3 separate regions of the Ovis aries genome follow, and all the other regions are linked to region 1. Evidence: chromatin contacts called from public Hi-C data. All regions are on one chromosome and are shown on one strand. Each heading gives the region's core, a stretch centred on a gene start, on an enhancer-like site or on the middle of the called end of the contact. The rest is flanking DNA. Distances are from core to core; before and after follow the strand shown. Region 1 holds the start of ZFP36L1 (ZFP36 ring finger protein like 1). Region 2 overlaps RAD51B (RAD51 paralog B). Region 3 overlaps RAD51B (RAD51 paralog B).

Region 1 (2,728 bases), core at 104-2,603:
CAGAAGAGTAATTGCCAACTCGAGGCCTTTCGGTTTCGAGGATCCCATGCCCCCTCCCCCCATCCCGCCAAAACAGCGCAGTGTGACAAGCCATATGTTCCATTCCCGTGAGGGCGGGGGAGAAGCAACAGTAAGTGTCGCCTCCCCCCATCTTTGTATCTTCATTCTTACCAAAGTAACTTTTTTTTTTTTTTTTTTGGTTCCAGCGTCTGTGGTGTGTATACGTGTTGCTTAGGGAGTTTCGGGCGCAGCCTGTGGTTCAGAGCGCGGGGCAAGTTGTGCGTTGCTGGGTGATTTTTTTTCGGGGGTGGGCAGAAGGGCGTTCGTGAGGATTCAGGTTTGTTTTAGAAAACTATTTAAAGATTACTGCGTGCAATAAATACCACTCCCAGGCCTGTGAAAACAAACAGCCCGGGCGGGGGTCTTTTTCGTGGAGCATCCCCACCACCCCGCCCCCCCGGCCCCCCGCCCCCCCGCCCCGGCCCAGACTTGGAGGGTGTCCGCTGCACAGCGAACGCCAGTGTAGACGCGAGCGGCGCGCGAAATCGCTTGGTGCTCGCCGTCGCCAGGCCCGGTCCTCCAGGGTGTGTGTGTGTGTGTGTTTTGGGGGGGAACCTCCTTAATCCTTGTCCCTCACCCCACCCCTGAATAAACAAAACCCTAGACGTGAACGCTCTGTGCTCCCCGTATTTCCAGTTTCCTCTCCCCGTGGGATTTGCGGAGGGGAACCAAGGGCTGAAAAGATCCCGGGGAAAGAGCGAAGTTGTGCGGGAACTTAGAGAAGTTTCAAGGGAGATCGGCACAAGATGGAAACCGGGCGCTTAGGACGGGCTTCTGCTCCCGCTAGCAAAAAGAGAAAGTCGAGCCCGCCTTCCAGCCCTACCAAAAAAAAGAAAAGAAAAATAACAACACAACAACAAGAACCCCGAAGAGTGTGGAATGAGTGATGTCACAGAGCAGCGCTCGCAGGCTGACAAAAGGGGGGCGCCCCTTCCCCACCCCCCGCGCCGCGCGCGGCCCCAGAAAGGGGCGCCGGCAGCCCGAGGTAGACAGGCGAGCGGACTCGAAAGTTTTCCTCTTTAAGAAAAAAAAAAAGTTGTGCGCGGCTCGCAGTGGGTTTTTTTTTTCCCCCCTCTTCGCCTTCTTTCCTCGTCTCCCCTCCCCCCTCTTCCTTTTGAAAGTTTCTTTTTTTTTTTTTTTCCCCCGAGTTTGACCGCATGGCTGATTCAACTTCAGTGTCAATCAACTTTTTTTTCTTCTCTTCCTCATTTAAATAAGTTTAAAGCTCCTCCTCCCCCTCCGGCCCACCAAATCTGAAACTTATATAAATTGGGCTTCGCGCGCCGCAGCTCGGGAGAGTCGGAAAGGCGAGGGGCGCCGGGAGCAGGCGTGTGGGACTCCTGACCGGAGAGCCGGAGGCTGCGCCTTCCCCGCACCGGGACCTTCGCGACACACCAGACCCTCGTCCCTGCCCCGCGCGAGCGCCCAAGATGACCACCACCCTCGTGTCTGCCACCATCTTCGACTTGAGCGAAGTTTTATGCAAGGTAAAGTGGGGCGCACCGCTTGCTTTTCAAAGTCTTTTTTCTTTTGTCCTCAAAAAGAATCTCCAAAAGTTTAGGTCTGGACGGGCAGGGGTGGGGGAGAGAAAGAGGCGAGATGGTGGTTTTTTCCGCCTCATTTTTCTCCCCAGTTTGAAGGAATTTGGCTTTCTCCTCCCCACCCTTTGCGTTTCGACTGTTCTGGCGGGGATTACCTGGGAATCCAGAGACCAGAGTTTTAGGGGCGCAGTGTGCGTGGGGGCTTCCCTGGGCAATGTTTGGGATTGGGGCAATTTTTCGGTAATTCTTTTCGTCCGTGACGTGCCACTCTTGAGCCCGGCTTCGCTTGTCCGCTGCGTTTCGGGTGTCGCCGCTCCCGGGAGGGAGTTCGAGTCTCTCCAGCCACTTTGCCGGACTGCAGGTCGGGAGGTGCGGGTCCCTCGGGAAGGAGAATCTCGGGATGATGTTTTGCTGGGTGATTTCCCCCTCTGTTCTGGAGAGGCTGGGGATCTGCGAGAAAAAGGCCAAGAGTTGTGATTCAAAGCATGTTGTCAAACGAGTTTGCATTGGGACTTCAGTTCGCCCCAGCTCGACAGGCTTCCTCTTGTGATAGCCGATCGTGCTGCAGACTTTGGGGGTGAAAGTGGCGCTCGGGTTCACCCGCTTCCCTCTTTTCTGAGAAAATGAGATTCGTGGATATGGACGGGATTGGGGGGGGGCGGTGGGGGAGACACGACGACAAAATGCCCGTCTGAGCTCTAGGGTCTTGGCGAGGAAGGATTTAATGAGGGCCTCCTTAAGTCGTATGGCTTGCCAGCCGGTGTGGAAAAAGGCGAGTTTTAAATCCGAAATATTTATTCCAGAAGTGCAGTTTAAGGGTATATAACAGAAGCCTGTGGATGTTAGATTTTTTTTTTTCGCCCCCTCTCCCCGGTTTGAAAGAGAGAAGCTGCTTGGCTGCTTTTAATTGCTAAAGTGTTTTGCCTTCTTTTAAACACGTCGAGTCATGTTGCTGTCTTTTCCTAGCTTGCTTCTCCAGTCGGTGCAGCTGCCAGGGCCCCAGGGCTGCAGAGTTGGGGTGCAGGGACACCCTGGAGCTGAAGAGCAACATCAAAAAGTTTGAATTTCAGTTTCCTTCCCTCCCTGTGCTTTTCCAAACTTCAGTTGCCCTGGCGGCTGCCTGAGCT
Region 2 (2,728 bases), core at 101-2,600, 410 kb after region 1:
AAGCTCATTTCATAGGGTTGGGCAAAGAGAGAGATGATGATGGGGTAGGGGGCGGGGAAGGGTGGGAACGCAGAAGAAGGGGAGGCGGGCGAGGAGGAGATAAAGGAGGAAGAATCCCTGGCTTTAAAAAGCAACATTGTCCAGAGAGGTGAAAGGGAACAGATGGCCGTGGAGAATGTGGCCCTCAAAGCCCCAAAGAAAGGGGCGATGCTGACAGATCTTGCTGTTTCCCATTGACGCCTGAATGTTCTAGTGTGGGGAGCCGAGGCCAGTGGAGGGGGGGAAACAGACCTCTGTTCCCAGCGACTCGCTGGGGCACCAGCGGTGTGGAGGATCACTGAGAAAAAAAGCAGGCGGGGGCAGGGAGGGCAAGCAGCTGTGGCCGCAGAGGGCAGGACGGCCGCGGGGGCGTGCGGGTTTCCACAGCCTTCTCTTTTGGCCCGGCCAGGAAAGGTCAGCCCAGCACTGGTCTTTGCCCTGGCAAAGGTGAAGGAAAGGACAGTGGCTGGGGCCCAGTGTCTCAGCATCCTCCCCCACCCCCAAAGGCACTGGGGGAGGCCTGCCGGGGACCAAATAGATACCTTGGGAGAGGGAAATGAAGAAAATATTCCAAATGCTTTTAGAGGATTGAAACTACAGTAAACAAGAAATCTGGGTCTTTGAAAGAGGTCAGAGAATCTTGCCAAGTAAATCCCGTATGATTTCAAGGAGTCTCAGGGCAGAGAAGATTTGCTGAGGAAATCCAGCAGGAGTTGGGGGGCAGACTCAGGAAGGAGCCCAGAGATCTGAATCTGCGCCCAAAGAGGCACCAAATTCTGAGTGGGGCTTTGCTGGACACAGTGGGATGACAGGGGGAGAGGAGGGACCTTTGGCACCCAGGGTGTGCTCGCAAGTGTGTGTGTTTGCGCGCGCGCGCGCATGTGTGTGTGTGTATCTGTGTGTGTGTGTGTGTGTGTGTGTGTGTGTGTGTGAGACAGGCACCAGGATGGGGTTGCTGGTGGGCTCACTGCTGGTGGATGTCAGGAGACTCACAAGTCACCATGGAGCGATGCTGGTATAGGCACGTCTGGTCTCCTGGGAGTGCATATACCCCTGCATATGGAGGCCTGGATGATTGGTTTAAGGAGTTAAGGGTTTGTGGAAGCAGCGATTGCAAAAAGGCCCATAAACTTCAGGGCACAAAGATGCATCCATCAGTATACTTTCCTTAATCCTTAATATAACTCTGATCAAGAAAATTTCTGTTCCAAATGACCCCTTGAACTCTCCCTACAGCCCCTAGAGGATGATGAAAGAATTCAGCCCTACTCCTACCCAATGAGGAGGGAGCCACATTCTTCTTGGCTCACTGTCCTGTTGGCCCACAGAGACCTGCACAAGCTCAAAACATTTCTCTGGTTTTGATTTGCCTCTCTCTTCTGCCCTGACTCAGAAAATGAGAGAGAACTGAACTCAGGCCTAAGGATCTTGAGACAGCGGGGCATGAGTTTGGGGAAACAGACCAGAATCATTATTTGGAAACATTCCTACACATCTTAGACCCCCACAAATACCTCTCATCTAACCCCCAATGGGAATTGCTTAGTCACAGTGTCCGACTCTTTGCAACTCCATGGACTGTAGCCCACCAGGCTCCTCTGTCTGTAAGATTTCCCAAGCAAGAATCCTGGAGTGGGTTGCCATTTCTTCCTCCAAGGGGATCTTCCCGACCTAGGGATCGAACCCGTGTCTCCTGTATTGGCAGGTGGATTCTTTACACTGAACCACCAGAAAGCCCTCAGTTGGGAGTAAGAGAAGTTAAAAGGTGGCTCTAAATATATTTAGTGACCTGGCACATTCATCTTAACCTGGGCTAGGTCTCCATTTCCCCAGGAAAGAGGATGTGGCAATGGCTGTCAAGCCATATTGCACTGTGCATACACTGAGTTACTGAGAAAATTCCCATGGAGCAGTGTAATAAAAAAAGATCAACCATGATGAAGACTTTGCTTTTTTATTTCCCAGCTTCATCCAAATTGCTCCCCAGGCGCTTTAGATTTAGAAAGCTCCACTAATCAACCTTATAAACAGCAGCCCAGCCACTACACAGAAATGACTTTGTATAGCTCCTAAGTGAATTTACCCCTGGGGATAGAAGATGCCCAAGGCTTTAACAATTACAACAGAACACAGCCTCAGGAGGAGAATAGAAGACAAGTACGCTTTGACATCCCAATTGAAACTCTAGGCTGAATCCAACATAGAAGAATGTAATTACCTTTCCTAGTTTGACGGTCCACTAAAGAAACTGGAGAAGTGGAATACCTATTAGGTCCCCACTAATCCTCCTCCTAAATTCAAAGCAGGGTCAGTCCCTGGAATTCATTTCTGGGTATTCTTACTCTCTGCTATTGTTAAACAGCTCAATTGATAAGTGCTTGCAGCTAATAATGCTTTCTACTGAGCCCTCCCCCTCCTCTTTCCCAGCCGCTCAAAGCACTTTACAAATATCACCTCATTATTCTTTACAACACTCAAGTGAGCCTGATAGGTGGAAAGGTTCATTATCTTCTCCTTACCAATAGGGGAAATAGACAAAGGAAGAAGTGACTCATTTGAGCCAACAAAGCAGGGGCAGAACTGGAACTAAAACTCAGCCATCTTCTAACGGGACATGTCCTATGTCAGTCTGGAAAGCTGTTTTGCTGATGGGGCAGGATTTTCTGGCCGTGGGCAGTGTTGTAATCAA
Region 3 (2,728 bases), core at 76-2,575, 330 kb after region 1:
TTGAAAGGTGCTATATAAGTGCAAATTATTATTATTATGGCTGTTGCCATCCCATGGCGGCAAAGCCTTCAGCCCCAAGCATCTAGAGACCTGAACAAAGGCCTCTTCATCTTCACCTTCCCTGCTAGGTCTGAGATGGCTGGCTCAATGGTAAAGGGGTGGGGGGGCAAATCTGTTACCATCTCAACAGCAATCAACTAATTAATCCCCATTATGTTGGCTTCCGTTTCCTTCTTCCAAGCAGCCCGGTCCTGTTTCATTTCACAAATCATGCCCCCATCAGCTCGAGACAAAGGTCATAGTGTCCCTATGGCCTCTGTTGGTCTAAAGGGAAAAAAAAGAAGAGAGGGAGAGAAAGAATGTTTGAAAAACCATCGCTGTCATGAAATGCACTAGCTTCTCACCAGCAGCCTAAATAAATTTCTCCTTCTGGTGGCAGTCCTCTGACATGTGTACCTATCTATCTATTACACAGGGAGCCAATGGCTTAGTAAACCAGAGACACCCAGAAACTCAGCACAGGTGTGGGCTAAGGCCCCACAGCCCTGGCTAGACTGCCGATAGCTGTGAACAAAAGGGGAGCCTTTCTGGGCAGGGTGGGAAGAGGTCATCCAGAGACGCGGGAGCCCCCCTTCAGCTTCCTCTACTGCCCCCAGGTTTTCCCCTGAGAAAGCCAGCTGCCATCTGCAGCCAGGAAGCCCTCACAAAGGCTGGGGGCTGTGACTTAGATGTTTTGTGCTACACCTAGCACACCCCAGCCCTGAACAAATGCCGAGGGCTTCCACCGCAATGGGAGCCATTGAAAACAGCCCTGGCGGGGGTGGGGGGGACCTGGCCTCTCGAGGGGATGCTGCTGACCAAAATGCTGCTTACAAGGTTGTGCCTCAGACCCTTTGTTAGCGTGGACGTGGGCGAGCCTCAGGGGGTCATGTCTTCATCTGCCTCCATTTATCCTCCCTATTGAAGGGCTCCTTCAGGACATCGGTCAGTCTCTGTGGGAAGTGATTTGGAGAGCAACAAAGGAACTTGGGCCCTTTGGGGGGGCCTTCAGAATTCAGTAAACATCTGGACACGGAAGGCCAGGTTCTCAAGCAGTCTAGCTGCGGAGATGTCAAAAGAGAGAAAGAGCTGTGTGTGCAGTGCAGGCTCTCAGTTCTGTGGCGACATTTGTTGTTGAGAAACAGAGACACCCCAGTAGGTATATAGGAAGATTTTTCAAAAGCTCCTCTGTTTGTCAGTTTTTGTGAGTGCAGTGCACTATTTGTCAGTTCTCATGGCATGTGTGAGGAAATAGAAGTTTCACATGGCTAGGGAGCAGCATGTGATGGATGCTCTGATTCTGTGTGGACTATGAATAACCCAAGGTTGCATAAGCCTGTCCTGGGAATTGTTGTTAAGCACTTCTGTTATCCTTGAGCTCTGTAAAGCACTTTCTAGTCAAGGTGATTTGTTGGCTTCTCATCAGGAGCACATTTTAATTGACAAAAAAATGAAGTACTGAGGCTAAGTGATTTACACTTCATCACACGATAAAATTCAGGATCTGAACTCTTGACTCTCAGTGTTCCCTTTATTGTTGAATCAATCCATTTAGAACACATTAGTCAGCATGATTCAACATGAGTCACACGGCACTAATCAGCATTCCCCAGTGTGCCCAAATCTATCCTCAAACAGCAAAAGAAACTGGCCTCTGTCAAGAGACAATGGAAGGCCATTTTCGTCAGTATTCAGGAGCTGACATCCAGTTCAAGTCCCTTGTCCTCTCAGGAACCTTCCTCCGTCATCCCAGATGGAATGAGTCGTATATCCTCTATCCTTTCAGGTCCCATTGTTTAAGCCTTGATAATAGGTGTGGCAGTTTGCTACTTTGTTTTTAAGCTAACTATTTAGATTGTCAACTGCTAAAATACCGGATTTTTTTTTTTTTTAATCAGCCTCTCTATCCTGAGCACCATGGTTTATATACAATAGATGTTCAAGAAATACCTACTTACCTGAACTCACTGAAATGGAGCCTAAGCCGTATTCCAGAAAGAACCCCAAGTCCTTCTGGAAGAGGTTTTCAAAGAAAATCAACAACCTGAATTGATTTAACATCTTTGGGTATTATTACCTGGGCATTTTCACAAATGCAAATTGTTAACTCTGCAAAGATAGCTAAAAGGCTTCCCGGGTCCAAAAGTGGAGTATGGATCTATTCTAACCATAGTCCAGGCCTTGGAATAAGTTTTTCTCTATAACCTTATTCAAACTGACATTTTGTTTCATGGTTTTTTTTGAAGGTGGAGACAGAAAAAACATTTTGGGGAAAAAATGTGTTTAGTCTATGACTTTGGAACCAAATTTATACTCTGCTTTGTGCTATAAGCACTAGCTCTTGTTCAAGTATTTTTCTTGAATAGTGCACAATAGCAAAACACGTCCTAAGTTTCTGCTTGACAGAGATTTTGTTTTGGAAGGGGAACCAAGATTTCTGGGTGTTGATCTTTGGTGGCATTGCTGACTGTGATACTCTACGGCTCTGTTTTAGACTCTATTAAAGAATGTCCTGATACCATTTTAAACATACCTTTGTTTTTTTAAGAACGGAAAAGAGATTTATCTGAGCCAAACTATTTTCCAGGTAACTCTGAGAAACTGCAATATTTATACTGCATTTGGACCTTATGCAACAAGTCCAGCTCTAGGGTCTGTACTATTGTACCCTGGGGCCTAATCTCTGCAA

What was found. A called contact is a pair of places that touch in the nucleus more often than the background predicts.
Region 2: a Hi-C map of tail adipose tissue shows a contact between it and region 1, with 3 times the contacts expected there. The contact joins the enhancer-like site here to the promoter of ZFP36L1 in region 1. A contact is called at or near these places in 4 of 16 Hi-C or Micro-C datasets (hypothalamus, mesenteric adipose tissue, muscle and 1 more).
Region 3: a Hi-C map of tail adipose tissue shows a contact between it and region 1, with 4 times the contacts expected there. The contact joins the enhancer-like site here to the promoter of ZFP36L1 in region 1. A contact is called at or near these places in 4 of 16 Hi-C or Micro-C datasets (hypothalamus, muscle and tail adipose tissue).

What each region holds. Positions count from the first base shown.
Region 1 is chr7:78,701,788-78,704,515 of ARS-UI_Ramb_v3.0, reverse strand. ZFP36L1 (ZFP36 ring finger protein like 1) reads left to right here and starts at 1,353. Exons shown (of 2, transcript XM_015097137.4): 1 at 1,353-1,547. The coding sequence starts at 1,491.
Region 2 is chr7:78,294,708-78,297,435 of ARS-UI_Ramb_v3.0, reverse strand. The region is part of intron 8 of RAD51B (RAD51 paralog B); the gene reads right to left. Among named protein-coding and RNA genes, the nearest start is that of ZFP36L1, 410 kb to the left of the region's middle. Within about 2 kb of position 1,350, at least 9 of the 54 cell types and tissues checked have an H3K27ac peak or open chromatin away from gene starts, as enhancers often do. A contact at or near this core is called in tail adipose tissue, where this site is marked.
Region 3 is chr7:78,368,223-78,370,950 of ARS-UI_Ramb_v3.0, reverse strand. The region is part of intron 10 of RAD51B (RAD51 paralog B); the gene reads right to left. Among named protein-coding and RNA genes, the nearest start is that of ZFP36L1, 330 kb to the left of the region's middle. Within about 2 kb of position 1,325, at least 15 of the 54 cell types and tissues checked have an H3K27ac peak or open chromatin away from gene starts, as enhancers often do. A contact at or near this core is called in tail adipose tissue, where this site is marked.